Linked DNA regions of Sus scrofa: region 2 is linked to region 1. The links are chromatin contacts, called in public Hi-C maps. All regions are on one chromosome and are shown on one strand. The core of a region is the stretch at or near the end of the contact, and the rest is flanking DNA. Distances in the headings are between cores, read along the strand shown. Region 1 holds the start of PON1 (paraoxonase 1). Region 2 holds the start of PDK4 (pyruvate dehydrogenase kinase 4).

Region 1 (7,517 bases), core at 1,853-4,352:
GCATTGCTGTGAGCTGTGATGTGAGGAAGTGGCTCAGACCCCACGTTGCTGTGGCGGTAGTGTAGATCAGCGACTACAGCTGAGATTCCACCCCTAGCCTGGGAATTTCTGTATGCCACGGGTGTGTGGCTGTAAAAAGACAAAAAAAAAAAAAAAAGAAAGAAAAGAAAAAAAAAAAGAGGAGGGGATATCCAGGAATTGGGTCACTGCTCACTTTTTGGCCTTTTATGGTCAGCCTGAGAACTGTCATGGTGCCTGAGGGCTGTGGTTTAGCATGCTGATGTAGTACAATGAGATGAGGCTCAAGGTCTACTGGAAATCGAATCTTCCACCTTCTTGAGCCTAATGAGTTCTAACCAGTTTTTGTTACATCCTCAAGGCTTTGTCGCTCTTTTAAAGGTTGTGTCCTGCCCTCTTCCTTTTAGAATTGTGCATACAAATCCGCTGAAGAGCTTGTGAAATAATGCTGATTCTGATTCAATAGTGTGGGGTGGGGCCAGAGATCGTGCGAATCCTAGGACCTCCAGGTGATGCTCAGGCATCTGGTCCACAGTTCTTTTGAGTAGCAAGGTTTTAGAGCCCTTCAAACAGTGGGTGTGATTTCCTTTGCTCCCTCTATCTGGTCTGCTTATAGGCAGCCCATCCGCCATCTCCATAACCACCCATCCTTCTAGCCCTGCACTGCTCCTCCTGTCACAGCTGTTTTAGCCCTCTTTTTAATTCAAAAACCAGAGGTCCCCCAAACTCCCACTTTCCTTTTTCCTTCTCAGTCATCAGATTATAACCAGAAGTTCAAGGCCTGAGAAGCTCCCTCCCCATTTGCCGGATCCAAGTGCTGAAAGTAAAACAGTTAAGTTCTTACTTACACACCAGACTGGGTCTTCCCACTGCAGCATCCCCATGGCAGAGAGGCTCCTACAGGCATCTCATCCACAAAAGGAAAACATGGGCAAACCTAACAGGGGGACTCACAGAGACTGACATTATGTTAAACTATGACCATAGTGTGCATTGGTCCCTTGAGACAAATCAGAATCAGGGTTGGGGCCCAGAAACCAAGGCCAAGTTCCCCCTGCCGCCAAGTCCAGGCCTCAACTTTTTCAGTTGAAAATCATGTTTTAGTGCAAGTCAATGGTATGGAATAAATTGTCTCAAACTGTATCCTGGAGAGTTATACAGGACTTTATAGATGGTATCTAAAAACAAGAGTAAAGAAGGTAGATAAATAAGTCTGTGAAATGACAAAGTAAAATCTTTTTTTGTTTGTTTTGTTATGAAGGAGTTTTCAAAGCTTTCGGTATGCCAGAATGCATTGCTGCTCTCTAAAAAAAGGTGATAATAGATATCTCCCAAATGTATTTGTTCAAGGAGCCTCTTTTTTATGGAGCGAGTCTTGTGATGTGTTCCAAGGAACAAATGTGGGGAGATATTAATATTGGATCAGATAAGCTCTAAGACCTGATGTTGAGAGAGAAACGTTTTAGGGTGGTCACGGTAAAGCTATACTTTTACACAAAAGCATACACAAAATGCTTACAGACGCCATCCTTAGAGTAAATTAAGGAAGATAAACCAGAAAGATAGATTCTCACTCCTTCCTAGCAGATCTGTAACCCTTTAGAGGACATCTGTGGTCGGGGGGGGAGGATTGAAAAATATGGGCAGAACAAACCTAGGGAGAATCAAAAAGAGAAAGCCTAGAAGGGGTGTCAGACATTTATATCTCATTTATTTTCATTATAGGTAATACCACAATGAACACAAATATATATATATAAAATATGATATATTTATATACATTACTATTTTATGTATGTACATAATACATGATATATTCTCATTTGGCAACGAATAGTACTATGATCAATGAAAATCCACATATGGTAATTTTACATGATTAAAAACCCCAAATCACTCTTTCTTACGTTTTTCTAACAGTTTGTGATTCCAAAAATAACCAACCATTAGAAGAAAAAACCCCAATAGTTATAAAACTTACTCTGAATTTAAGTTTCTTAGCAGTCCATAGGGTCATATGATTTTTTTCTAAAAACCCAAATGTTCAGTTTGATTTTTAGTAATGTTTTACTTCAAAGTAAATAACAACAGGGTATTACTGATTAAGCCTTAGGGATTAAGATGATCTCTAGACTTTGAACCCTTAAAAAAGTTACTGTGAAACTCCTGATATAGTCTTAAAAACATTTTTTTCCCCTTGTGAGTACTTGAAGGTTTATAAAATACTTTAAGGAAAGCAGGGCACTAACATTTATTGAATAGTCACTATATCCAGGCACAGTGTTAGATGCTTCTGATACAAGGTTTATTGAAGCAGCTAATAATTTAGAAATATAAAGTCATTTGTTTAAGATCCCACAGTGGGAGGGATGTAGCAAGAGCCCAGGAGGTCAAATGCCAATGCTGGTGTTCTCTCCCCTTGGCCCCACCCAGCCCCCACTGGAGCAGGTGGCCCATTCTTTCCTACCTGCTTCTCCCCACACGAGTTTTCTGTCTCTCTTAACAGTGCGGCCTCAAAATTGAGAATGTCCAGGCAGCCAAGGCAGGAACTCCTTCTCTAACTCACACAATATCATGCCTCCCGCCCCCTGCCACTCTGGTTATCTGTTTTGAAGCAAAAGTTGAGAAGTGAATCTAGCCAAGATACACCTATATTCATGAAAAATTGTGTGTGCCAACAGCTTGGCCGCTCACACCCATGAGTCTTTTTAACCTCTCTCCCAGGCGGAGAGCAAGGGTATGCTTCCAGGTGGCTGGGGAAAGTGGGCTATTTATGAAATTGCTGTGGCAGATAAGGCCAGCACTCGCCTGAAGATTTTCTGAGAGCCTGGAACCTGCTTGGGAATCAGGGGAGCCTCCTGGGCCAGGCTAGAGGGTGGGACAGATAGGACCATGCAGCAGCCCTCGGCACAACCCAACTTACAGATAAGAAGACCGATGATCCCTGAAGAGTGCTAGCCCCAGCCCCAAGAGGGTGAGCACCATCAGCTTCGCCATGGTCCGACAGACCTTGGAAGAATGGACAGACAGATGCACCCAAGATAGGAGATGTACCAGAGACTTTTCCTGCCTGCAGCCTCAGGCTGCCCAAGGTTGGTCCCACCCCTCCCCGTCGGGCTGCTCACCCCGCCCCCTGCACCTCAGGCTTGAGGTCAGCGCTGAGACACTTTAAAGAGAGGAGACTGAGAACGAGCTGCCTAGACTGAGTGAAAAGGGGGGTAAAACAAGCAGATTAGAGGAAATAGCTGTGGGAAAGGAGAGACGAGCTTTGAGGAGCGCTCACTTTGTGCTAACAAGCTTCTAATCCTGGTGGCTCAGAAGGGTTCAGTAACTTGATCACCGTGACTCAGTCTGGAAACGCACAGAAGGAAGAGAGGGCTGTGCTTGAGCCCTCTAAGCCCTACTGAGCAAAGCAGAGTAGGAGGTGCCTCCACATACCCATCTCTGCCTTCTCTCCTGTTACCATGAGTGAGGTGTTTCCTGCTTCACTAAAGGCCAGCTCTTCTTTTTACTCTGGGCCCCCTTTTTTTCTTTTCTTCAGGATTTTGGTCCCAGTTACAATTTCTCTCTCCTACAACATCCACCTCTTCCTCTTTTCTGGAGTATTGCCGTCAAATACCCCCATGCTTTAGTGTCACTCCTCATAGTTTTCTGGGTTAAAATGCTCTTTGATCTCACATTCTAACTACTTACTGTTCTCTTTCTCTGCTCCTCTGTTAAAAAAAAATCTCTTTGGAATACTTGTCAACAGTTGTTGCTTCCATCTTAGTAACTCTTGTAACAGATAAATGATGGCTACAAATTCTTTGACATTGTTCCTGTTGAAAAGTGGGACACAGGTTCTCTCCCGTGAAGTTGAAGCTGTCTCTGTGAATGCCTTAATTGAGTAATGCAGTTGTGCTATTCAAGTTTGCAAATCATTCTCAGATTGTAACTGCTTTGGGCACAGATCACCACTTCCTTCTTTTTAAATCCTTTCCTGTCTTAGATTCATGATTCTACCCTCTCCCAGTCTTTCTCCAGCTTTCTTGGTCTTCTTTGCAGGATTCTCCTGTCACTGATCTCAACATGATGAAGCCCTTGGATAGTTCTCATTCCAGTGGGTTTCCATACCATCAGTGCGCTGGTGCTTCCAAAATGTCCATACCTAGCTCAGGCCTCTTATGGTGGCTCTAAAAGATCATCCTGGAAATGTCTACTTAAAGTGGCGTAAGCCACATCCAGAAACATCCTCACATTTTTTCTTCTGTCACTTATTGTTTCTGAAATCAACTTGTTGATTTATTTATACAATCATGCTCTGTTGTGGCCTAATGAAATGTAAGCTTTTTGTGGTCAGGGTTTTTGCCTTTTCCCCACTGCGATCCCAGGGCGTAGAAGAGAGGCTGGCAAAAAGTGATCCCTTATTAGACATTTAATGACTGGCTGGTGAGTGCTCACTTTCTGCTAACTGGCTGCCTAGTTGACACTCCCACTGGAGAGTCTAATATATTCTTCAAAATATCTCCAAAGCAGAACTGTTGATTCCCTCACATCAACATGTTGTATCCTCTAAGCCCTCCACACTTCAATAAATGGGACCACTGCTATCTAGTCACTCAGACCCCAAGTCTAGACATTTTTGTTCACCCATCTCTTTCTCTCCCACCTTCTTGAACCAAACATATGAGTCATAGGCTCTACTGCTGTATTAATTGGCTACTGCTGCACAATAAATTGCATAAAAATATACCAATTAAGAGCAACAGACATTCATTATGTCAGAATTTCTATGGGTCAGGTATGTGGGAATAACATTGCTGGCTACTCTGACCCAAGGTCTCTCATGAGTTGGAAGCTGAACTGACAGAGTTGCTGTGATGGTTAATTTCATGTGTCAACATGTCTGGGCAAAGGGATGCCCAGATAGCTGGTAAAACATCTTTCATAGGTGTGTCTGCAACAGTGATTCCAGGAGAGATTAGTGTTTGAATCAGTAGAGGAGATCCAGTCTCATCACTGTGGGCCATGCATCTTCCAGTCTGTTGAGGGCTTGAATAGAACAACAAGGTGGAGAAAGAATGACTTCTCTCTTTCTCTTTACTTGAGCTGGGACATCCATCTTCTCCTGCCCTTGGATATAGAACCAGAGTCCTGGTTCTCAGGCCTTCAGACTCTGAGACTTAACCCAGTGGCCACTCATTTCTCAGGCCTTCAGGCTAGACTGAATTATACTGCTGGCTTTCCTGGTTCTCCAGCTTGCAGATAGCCTATTATGGCATATATTAACCTCCATAATCCTGTGAGCCAATTCCCATAATAAATCTCTTCCATATATCTATCTACCTACCTGTCTACCTGTCTATCTGTGTCTGTCTGTCTGTCTGTCTATCTGTCCTATACTCTCAGTTCTGTTTCTCTGGGAGAACCCTGACTAGTACAGCTGTAGTCTCAGCTGAGGGCTCTGCTGGAATGGAGTGGAGGAGGTGAGATCATCTTCTTGTCAGGCTACAGTCCCTTGATTCATGGATCTCTCCACAGAGCAGCAGCGTAAGGTAAGAGCAAGAGTATGCCTCTCAGATAGAAGCCACAGTCTGTTAATAACCCACCTACAGAAGTGACATCCCTTCATGTCTGCCCTAGACTTTTTGCTAGAAGCCAACAACTAGGCAGAATTAAGCTCCACCTTTGGTCTTTAAAACCCACAACTTCCAAATAAATCTTGAATTAGCCCACTTCTCTCCATTTCCACTGCTGTCACCCTGAACCAGGCTACTGTTTGCTCAGACAACCTCTTTACTCTTGTCTCTCTAAGCCCCTGATTCATTCTCCTCACTTAAGGTAGAGTAATTTTTTTTTAAATTGCAAATCAGATCAGGATCTGATAATGATCTGATCAAATCAGATCAGATCATTTTCCTACTTGAAGTCCTCACTATCATTTTACTTTCTCATCAAGGTCTAAAAGGCTCACAAAATCTGGCCTTGTGCCTATCATCTGACCTAATTTCTTGTCTTTCACTCATGTATGGTCCAGCAACATTAGCCTTCTTATAAATCTATAAACATGCCAAGTTTATTGCACATTATTCTTGCCTTTGCTAGTCTTTGGTTAGAATGCTCTTCCCATTCCTTTACCTGCTCCCTGACTGCTCCTTGAGTTTCTCTTTTTTATCAGTCAGATCTTAGCTGAAAGGTCACTTCTCCTGAGAGGGCTTTTCCAATGTTACTGTCTATAGGAGGTCCCCCTTTCATCCTCTGCCCACCACCAGTCACTAAGACCCAAGAGCTGATAGGAAATGGTAGCCCCAGCACAGAGTTACTGGTTGTTAGAGTAATGATATCTTTCTGTACTTGTGGGTAAATGACCAGGGCCAGACTTTAAGAATCCTTGTCTAAAAGAAAAGTGAAAACTCTTGATTAAATAGTGATGTCCAATGGGCTACCAGTTAGTTTGAAATGGTCTCCTCTCTGTGGACCTCTCCCTCTGGGCCTCTGCACCTACAGTTTTGTCAAAACACTTCCCCCCATAACCTCTCTATTCCATTGTTGGTGTGACCACATCCCACTTGTTCTTTGAGGCATCAGTTTGGAACTTACTTCAGCTAGTCTTTCTTGACCCCTAAATCTTAACTACACTTCTCATACACACCATGCTTCTTCTTTATTATTCTTACCACCTTGTATGATTAGTACCTTTTTACTTTTTTTTCCCTTAAACTATGAACCTATATAACAATGCTTTTTTATTGTCATGGTCCTGATGCCTGGTAGAGCACCTAACCCAGGCTAGATGCTCAATATATATTGTAGAATAAATGAATGAATGAATGTCTGACAATCATTAAATATGAGCACCTAGGAGATTTTAATATGCCATATTTTACTGACTTTAAATGCCATCAGAGTTAAATGTTTATTATTTTATTACTTTATTATTTTATGTATCTCTAGAAAAGAAAAAAAAAACCACTATCAATCTACTACACATTCTTAAGAAATAATTTTCTATTTTAGAGTTATTAAAATGTGTAACTTTTTTTGTCACTAGCAATTTATAATCTAACATTTTTAAGTCCTCTAAAAACTCAGATGTCACCTTTACTTTTATAATTCATTTCTTGTTCTCCCTCAGTCCTCACATGCCATTTATTTGCATATGTTAAAATGTTAGTTCTTGAATACATTTGGTAAAAAGCATTTCTGCTAATTCTTTTATCTTCTCACACAAATCTGAATTCACTGAATATTCACTAAAAACTATCAATGCATGGGCAGAGAGCCAGAACCAAATCTGCAAAGTTTAGTTTTGTGTAAGCACAAAGGGTTAATTTGGTGGTACTAGGTATTCTTTCTCTAGATGATGCTGAACTTTTTTTGGCAGTAACTGGTATGTTCTCAAGTATCTGAAAGTATGAAATTCCAATGTCCTGAGGACTCTAATAACACCAGTCTGCTTGAGGCAGCTCTAGTAAAAATAGAAAACAAAACAAAACAAAAATCAAAAAAATCAACCCACA
Region 2 (6,956 bases), core at 1,380-3,879, 290 kb after region 1:
CTCATGGAATTCTACCAACTCCATCAGGCTCTGGATATACCTGTAAAGTGACAGACATGCTTTAAATTTTAAAATTGAATAGTCAGTTACCAGTGGCTGAAAATAGATTACTTTTTTCAAATGATTTGAAATGAGAATATATTATGTTAAAACTTTTCTCCAAGACATTTGGAAAACCGTTGTCTTAGAAAAAAGAAAGCTACAACTTTAATCCTCACCTTTCTAACTTAAAATTTATGTTTCTTTTACTATCCCAGAGTAGCATTCAGTTTTGTTTCATTTGGCAAATGTCTTTTTTTTAACAGCAAAAGCATTTAAACAACTTTTACAGAAAGACTTCATGGGTTTTTTTCCTACTGTATTTACTCATAGGTGAGTAGGAGTCTTGAAATTAGCAGTAAATACTATGGTTTGAATATGTTTCCAAATGCAATAGTTTAATGAGTGTATGTATAATACTTTTATTTATTAAATCAATGGAAAAAGCTGTGCAGTCAGTGGATTAGAGTGAAGCTCTGGTGCCTATCTGCCTTAGAGCATATCCTGGCACTGTTCTCTAAAAATCTGCTCTTGGGTTATGTACTCCCTCTAAATCAGTATCCTTATTTGCAAAATGAGATACTAACTGACACTGAGTGCTGGCTGGGTGCCAGGTACTGTTCTAAGTGCTTTTTCAATTGACTAGCTCATATAATTACACTTAACTATCCCTTTCAAGCATATACTTTTTTCTCCTCAATAACAGATGGGGAAATTGAGGCATAGGTATGAGACACTTGCCAAGGAGTCCACGAAGAAGAGGCAGAGGCAAGATTTGAACCCACAGCCTGCTTTGTTCATTTGTTTGTATGTAACAAAGATTAGGCTCTCTCTAAATAGTAGTCACCTGTATCTATTTCTAGGATAGGATTCCTTTGTAATATCAAACTGTCTTATTATTTAAAGTACAAATTAATATAACCAGAAGTAAAAACTGTATTGTGAAAGTACCTACTTTTTCAGGGCAAAATATTTATAGCTTTATAATTGCCCTTATAACTCACCCTAAATTAGTAAAAATATTATTTTTATCTTTCAAAAGTATTTAATGTTCAGGCCACCTGTTGTCTAATTATGATGTTAACATATTACAAGAATTCTCACTCAGATCCCTGTCTTAAAACTAGATACTGTTTCAGAATGGTTCATCACTTACCAGCTCTTAACTAATTGCACTGAAGAGGTATTTACTAATCGATCAGGGAGGATATAAATTTCCTTCAGGATATTGGCTAGCCTCACAGGCAACTCTTGTCGCAAAAATGCAAAAGAGGTTCTTTCACATGCATTTTCTGAACCTGTAATAAAATATTATTTAGTTTTTGGGAAAATGTATAAATTATATATTTGAGTAGTATTAACTATCCAATATTGAGCACACACATAAATATATTACAAAATTATATTTCACTCTCAGTTGGGTTACTACTTATAGGTAATTCAAGAGTAAGCATCTTCTTTATTATCTTTTGTCTTTTTCTTTCTTAAAAAGTGACCAAATATGACAAATATTATTTTTTCTTTTTGACAAAGATTCTCTTTTCATAATACCCCCCAATATGAATCTTAGTATTCATAAAAGAGTGCAGGATTCAATCAAATGATGATGTCAAGGAGACATCATTTATATAGTCTTAGATGAAACTGGAGTGAGGGGATAAGGGGAGGGGTGGGAATCCTGATGTTTCCAGACTGGCGATAAATAATACCACATTTAAATCCTTGAAATTTTCTTTATGAGATTTCTGCAGAAAGTTTGTAAATATTTGCAGCAGTAATGCAAATATATGGATGGTAAAGAGACAAATTTGTTAGGAATGCAGCGAGATGAACCCTGTGGAGGGATGAAGGGTGGCTCAAGGCTAAAAATCTCAATTAATCTGAGGCTAGTTTATAATATTAGGAATCTTCTTCAAGATGTAGTATGCCCTGAAGAAGGGTATAAAGTTGTTAAATGGTGACTGAAAGCAAAAAGTATTTTGACTGAAAATTTTGTACAGTAAGAGAAAAAGATGAGCTCAAACCATCCAGCATGTCAGGCTGCAAGTGGCCTTGGCCTGCAGGCACTGTCAGAAAGAAAGCAAATCTAACAAAAGGCAAAGTGTACTAGTGTTGAGGTTCCAGGGTTTAATAGGAAAGTATACCCCAGGTGTTTTATGTAATGGACCCAGCCCTCCCTACACAAGGTCTGAAAGTTTAAGGCAGCTTCCAAGTCCCTGCACCCCAAGCTGGGCCTTATGTCCCCACTCACCGAAGTCCAGCAGCTGCTTTATGGACAGCGGGGATGGGCTGTAGCGCGAGAAATGCTCGACCTCTCGGGGAACCAGGGAGCCAGCGCTGCGCATCACAAAGCGAGCCGCTTTCATCCTGATGCCTGTTCCAGACTGGAGCTGAGGCTGGTTGGAGGGGTGAAGGCTGCCAGAAGCAGGACCTAGGACCTTGTAGGGCGCGGGAGGGGCACGTCCCTGCGGAGAGAACAGGTGGGGTGGTGCTCCCAGACCTAGGCTGAGGTTCCGGGGTGCTTCTTGGTGGAGGAATGAGGCACTGAGTCGTAGGAGCAGTAGGTAGCCTGAGACTCAGATTGGTGTCCTGTCACCACCCGCGCCTCCCAAGGTTTTATTTGTTCCCCTGCACGCCGCCCCCCCCCCCAACTCCAAAGGGGAGGAGTCACTGGGACTAGGAGAAGCTTCCTGAACTTAGGTCCAGGCCACTCAGCTCCGATAAAGAACTTTGGGCCCCGCCCCACGGACGCGGAGGCTTTGTGCTGGAGGCTGTAAGGGATAAAGGGGTGGGAGGAAGTCGACCTCAGGAGGTGAATAGAATTAAGATCCGCAGTTTGGAGGAGGACTCCGGATAGCGTGGGCGGGGCAGTGGGGGCGGGGCGGCCCAAGCTTGTCCTTGTTTACCAGTGAGAAGCTGTGACAGTGTCACGCATTCTTGGCCAGAAACTATTTCCAAGAATCTGGGCTCCAGAATCTCATTGGTCGTTGCTAAGAGCGCGGCTTTTACAGTAGCTAATCAGCTGTGTCTAAAAGTATGGGATTCTCTGCTGTTGGACAGCGAAAATATTCCATTCCTGGATAGTACACGTTGTAAGGAACTGGAAGTTCCTTTTGCAGACTTGAGGCGCAGCCCAAAGTACGTTTACTTTCTTGTGGTGACAAAACATTAATTTGTTTATTCCCAGTAATACATTCTCTCCATTAGGTTTAACAGTTAATTAAAAACAAAATTAAAAAGGGATTAATTCGTCAGTTTGACTCACTTTTTTCCCCTCCCATCAGAGAATTTGCTCCCTCTTTCTTCCTGTGTGAAATGTACTTAATCCAAACCTTTGCCGAAGACATTCTTTCCCACCCGTAAATGTCCAGCACAAACTCTATGCTGCAAGATATCTTCCTAATTGCCTCTCCCCGCTCCTTCTTCCGAATATGGCTTTTGTCACTTATGACATTAGTTGTAGCTATTTATGTTCTTATTTTGTCCCTCTCCCTGAAAGAGATCAGGTTTGGAACCATGTCTGGTATATCTTTCGGATTGCTTACTCTCTTTGTTGCTACCCAGGCTTAAACAGTTGCAAAAATTTGGGGAAAATTCCACATTGCCTTTCCAATTGATGTATAGTTGATTTTACAATGTTGTGTTAGTTTCAGGTGTCAGCACAGTGATTCAGGGATGTGTGTGTGCTGTTTCAGATTCTTTTCCCTTCTAGGTTATTGCAAAATACTGATTATAGTTCCCTGTGCTATATAGTAGATCCTTGTTGGTTATGTATTTTACGCATAATAGTGTGTATGTTAATCCCAACCACCTAATTTATCCCTCTTCCCCCGTTTCCCCTTTTATAACCATAAGTTTGTTTTCTATATCTGTGGATCTATCATGTTTTGTCAATAAATTCATTTATATATATTTTAGACTCCACATATAAGTTATATAAGATATTTGTCTTTGGTTTACTTCACTTAATATGATAGTCTCTAGGTCCATCTATGTTGCTGCAAGTGTTATTATTTCATTCTTTTTTTTTTTTTTTTTAATGGTCACACCTGCAGCATATGGAGGTTCCCAGGCAAGGGACTGAATACGAACCACAGTTGTCGCTTATACCACAATTGGAACACCTGATCTTTTTTTTTTTTTTTTTTTTTTGTCTTTTTTTTGTCTTTTTGCCATTTTCTTGGGCTGCTCTCGTGGCATATGGAGGTTCCCAAGCTAGGGGTCAAATCGGAGCTGTAGCTGCCGGCTTATGCCAGAGCCACAGCAACACGGCATCTGAACCGTGTCTGCGACCTACACCACAATGCCGGATCGGATCGTTAACCCACTGAGCAAGGCCAGGGATCAAACCTGCAACCTCATGGTTCCTAGTTGGATTTGTTAACCACTGTGCCACAATGGGAACTCCATCACCTGGTCTTTTAATCCACTTTGCCGGGATGGGGATCAAACCCGAACCTCTGCAGTAACCCAGGCTGCTGGAGTCAGATTCTTAATCCACTGTGTCATGGCAGGAACGCCATTCTTTTTTATAGCTGAGATATAGATAGCACATTCTCTTTATCTATTCCTCTTTCGATGAACATTTAGGTTACTTCCATATCTCACCTATTGCATGTAGTACTGCAGTGAACATTGAGGTGAATGTGTCTTTTCAAATTTTGGTTTTCTCTGGATATATGCCCTGGAGCAGGATTGCAGGATCATATGGTGGTTCTATTTTTAGTTTTTTAAAAAACCTCCATATTGTTTTCTATAATGGTTATACCAATTTACATTCCCATTCCCACCAATGGTGTAGGAGAGTTCCTTTTTTTTTTTTTTTTTTTTTTTTTTGGAGATAGGTTTTGATACCCCTATGATTTGTCTTTGTGTATTCTGAAGCCTTTTTTTTAAAAAAACATACTTGCATAGCTTCATGCCACAACAACAAAAATGTGTTCAGGAAGTCAAAAGACTAAATAAAAGTCTCTTTGATGAAGCAAGTAAATTTTAGGTAAAAATTCCTTCCTTTTTCTGTATTACCTCTCTAGAATAGAAGTAAAGGAAAAGTATACATGGGCTTTTCTTACACTGTGTGTGGGATCTGGAATAGGCAAAAATACATATTATAAAGAATTCTACTCAGTCTGCAGAGGAAAGGCAGTGGAAATGATGCATTATAAGTAGATTTAATTTAGGAAAGCCCCATTGAGTGCTTAGCCTGCTTACCCACACTACTCCCATATGTGTGGTGGGGTGACAATCAGGTGAAGTCATATGATGTTCACAAAGATGGCTAAGGACTAAATGTAAACTGAGGTCACCAAACTTTTGTGTGTCATCCCATCCAATAATATTTACCAGGTTACTCACACAGTGCATTACATTCTTCTCTGTCATTTCTCTATGACGAGAACTGTTGTTATGACTGGCAACATTTATGGTAACTGAGCTGAAATAGCCAGATCAGGTTTTGTACCCAGTTGGCTAAGATGTTGTGTGCTTCCATGATTAGAATGTGACTTGGAAAGAAGAGTTGCACTTCTCAGACTGACCTCAGTAGTTGGAGGTGATTTTGCTATAAAAGTAAAGCCAAGGGAATTGTTTGGGGAACATGGGTATGGACAAATCTACACATTCATCTGAGTAAAAATAAACCATGAGAGTACTATCAACTGATTTGGTGTTAATGGGCAGAGAAGAATATCAAAGCTTGTACCCTGTGCTGAACCCAGGCTCCCTGCTTGAGGCATCTGATCCCTGAGATTTTTGGGAGCATACTTGCCTAGCATCAGATGAGTTCTATCCAGCCTGGGAAAATCTAATAATATAGGGCCTGGTAGAGCTTCAGGATTGCGAATCCCACTTTTGCTAAAGGGCTGGGCATGTCCAATTTAACAAAATGCATCAAGACTCTAGAGAGAAGCCCATTCATCTTTTCCACTTTTAGAAGCATATTCTAAGGAAGCAATTAAATAAGACTTCAAAAGTCGAGATGGAGAGATGAACAGATTTGGCTACAGAATATTTAATGTTAAAAAATGAACAGCAGACTTGGAGATGTTTTTTAAATATATAAGAGACAAATGATTACTTTAGAAATGACTGTTTCAACAAGGAACAACATAGTCATGATATGTTCCTTCCTGGAAATTATAAACTTGTGGGAGAAACAGGCATTACAAAAGCAAATTGACAACAGAGCTATGAAGAAAATTCACATAAAGAATATAATGGGAAGGAACTGCCTTAGATTTGGTGGGCAAGGAAGGTCGATCTGAGAAGGCAACACTTATAGGAGATGGAACAGCCTTCCATTAGGAATATTGGTGAAGAGATTGAGGAAAATAACACCTAATCACTATTTGGTCTATGATGTTTCCTATAACTGGTGTTTTTAGAGGATATTAGGTACCAGAAGCAGGACTAGATACGTGGATCAAAAAATTTTTCTCTCAAGTGTCTCAGACTAATAATGGGAGATAGAAAACTAATGGTCAATTTATGGTAAAAAAAAATGATGGGACTTTTATTTAATTCTCAGAGCAAAAAAATATATAATTAATGCATTAAAAAGCAGTTCATAAAAGGGATTCAATTAGTGTTATCACGGTGGTGGTGATAGTAACAGTGCCACGTGGTGCTGATGTTAGTGGTTCTCAGGGGTGTTTGGATGAAGAACTGCATTGGAGATCAGGGAATACTTTCTCTGAGTATTGGCTTTGAGGGTAACCTTGGAAGGATGAGGAAGATTTGGGCAAATTATCGGTAGACAACAGGGAAGAATGTCTAAACCTGAGAAAAAGCAGAGGTACAAGCTAGGGATACAGTGGAGAAATAATGACTAGTTTAATTCGGCTGATGTTTAGAGTTACCCAAAGGGGGAGAAAATGGAAGAATGGGTTATATCTTGAAAGCCTTAAATGCTGGTATGG

What was found. A called contact is a pair of places that touch in the nucleus more often than the background predicts.
Region 2: a Hi-C map of liver shows a contact between it and region 1, with 1.6 times the contacts expected there. The contact joins the promoter of PDK4 here to the promoter of PON1 in region 1. A contact is called at or near these places in 2 of 47 Hi-C or Micro-C datasets (liver and skeletal muscle) and 1 of 2 datasets of contacts at active chromatin or transcription factors (alveolar macrophages).

Annotation. Positions count from the first base shown.
Region 1 is chr9:74,971,606-74,979,122 of Sscrofa11.1, forward strand. It overlaps PON1 (paraoxonase 1), which reads right to left and starts at 3,103. Exons shown (of 9, transcript NM_001097515.2): 1 at 2,942-3,103. The coding sequence starts at 3,015.
Region 2 is chr9:75,257,505-75,264,460 of Sscrofa11.1, forward strand. PDK4 (pyruvate dehydrogenase kinase 4) reads right to left here and starts at 2,630. Exons shown (of 11, transcript NM_001159306.1): 1 at 2,291-2,630; 2 at 1,196-1,337; 3 at 1-40. The coding sequence starts at 2,405. The region is part of intron 3 of ASB4 (ankyrin repeat and SOCS box protein 4); the gene reads left to right. The region is part of intron 2 of LOC106504960 (a long non-coding RNA gene); the gene reads left to right.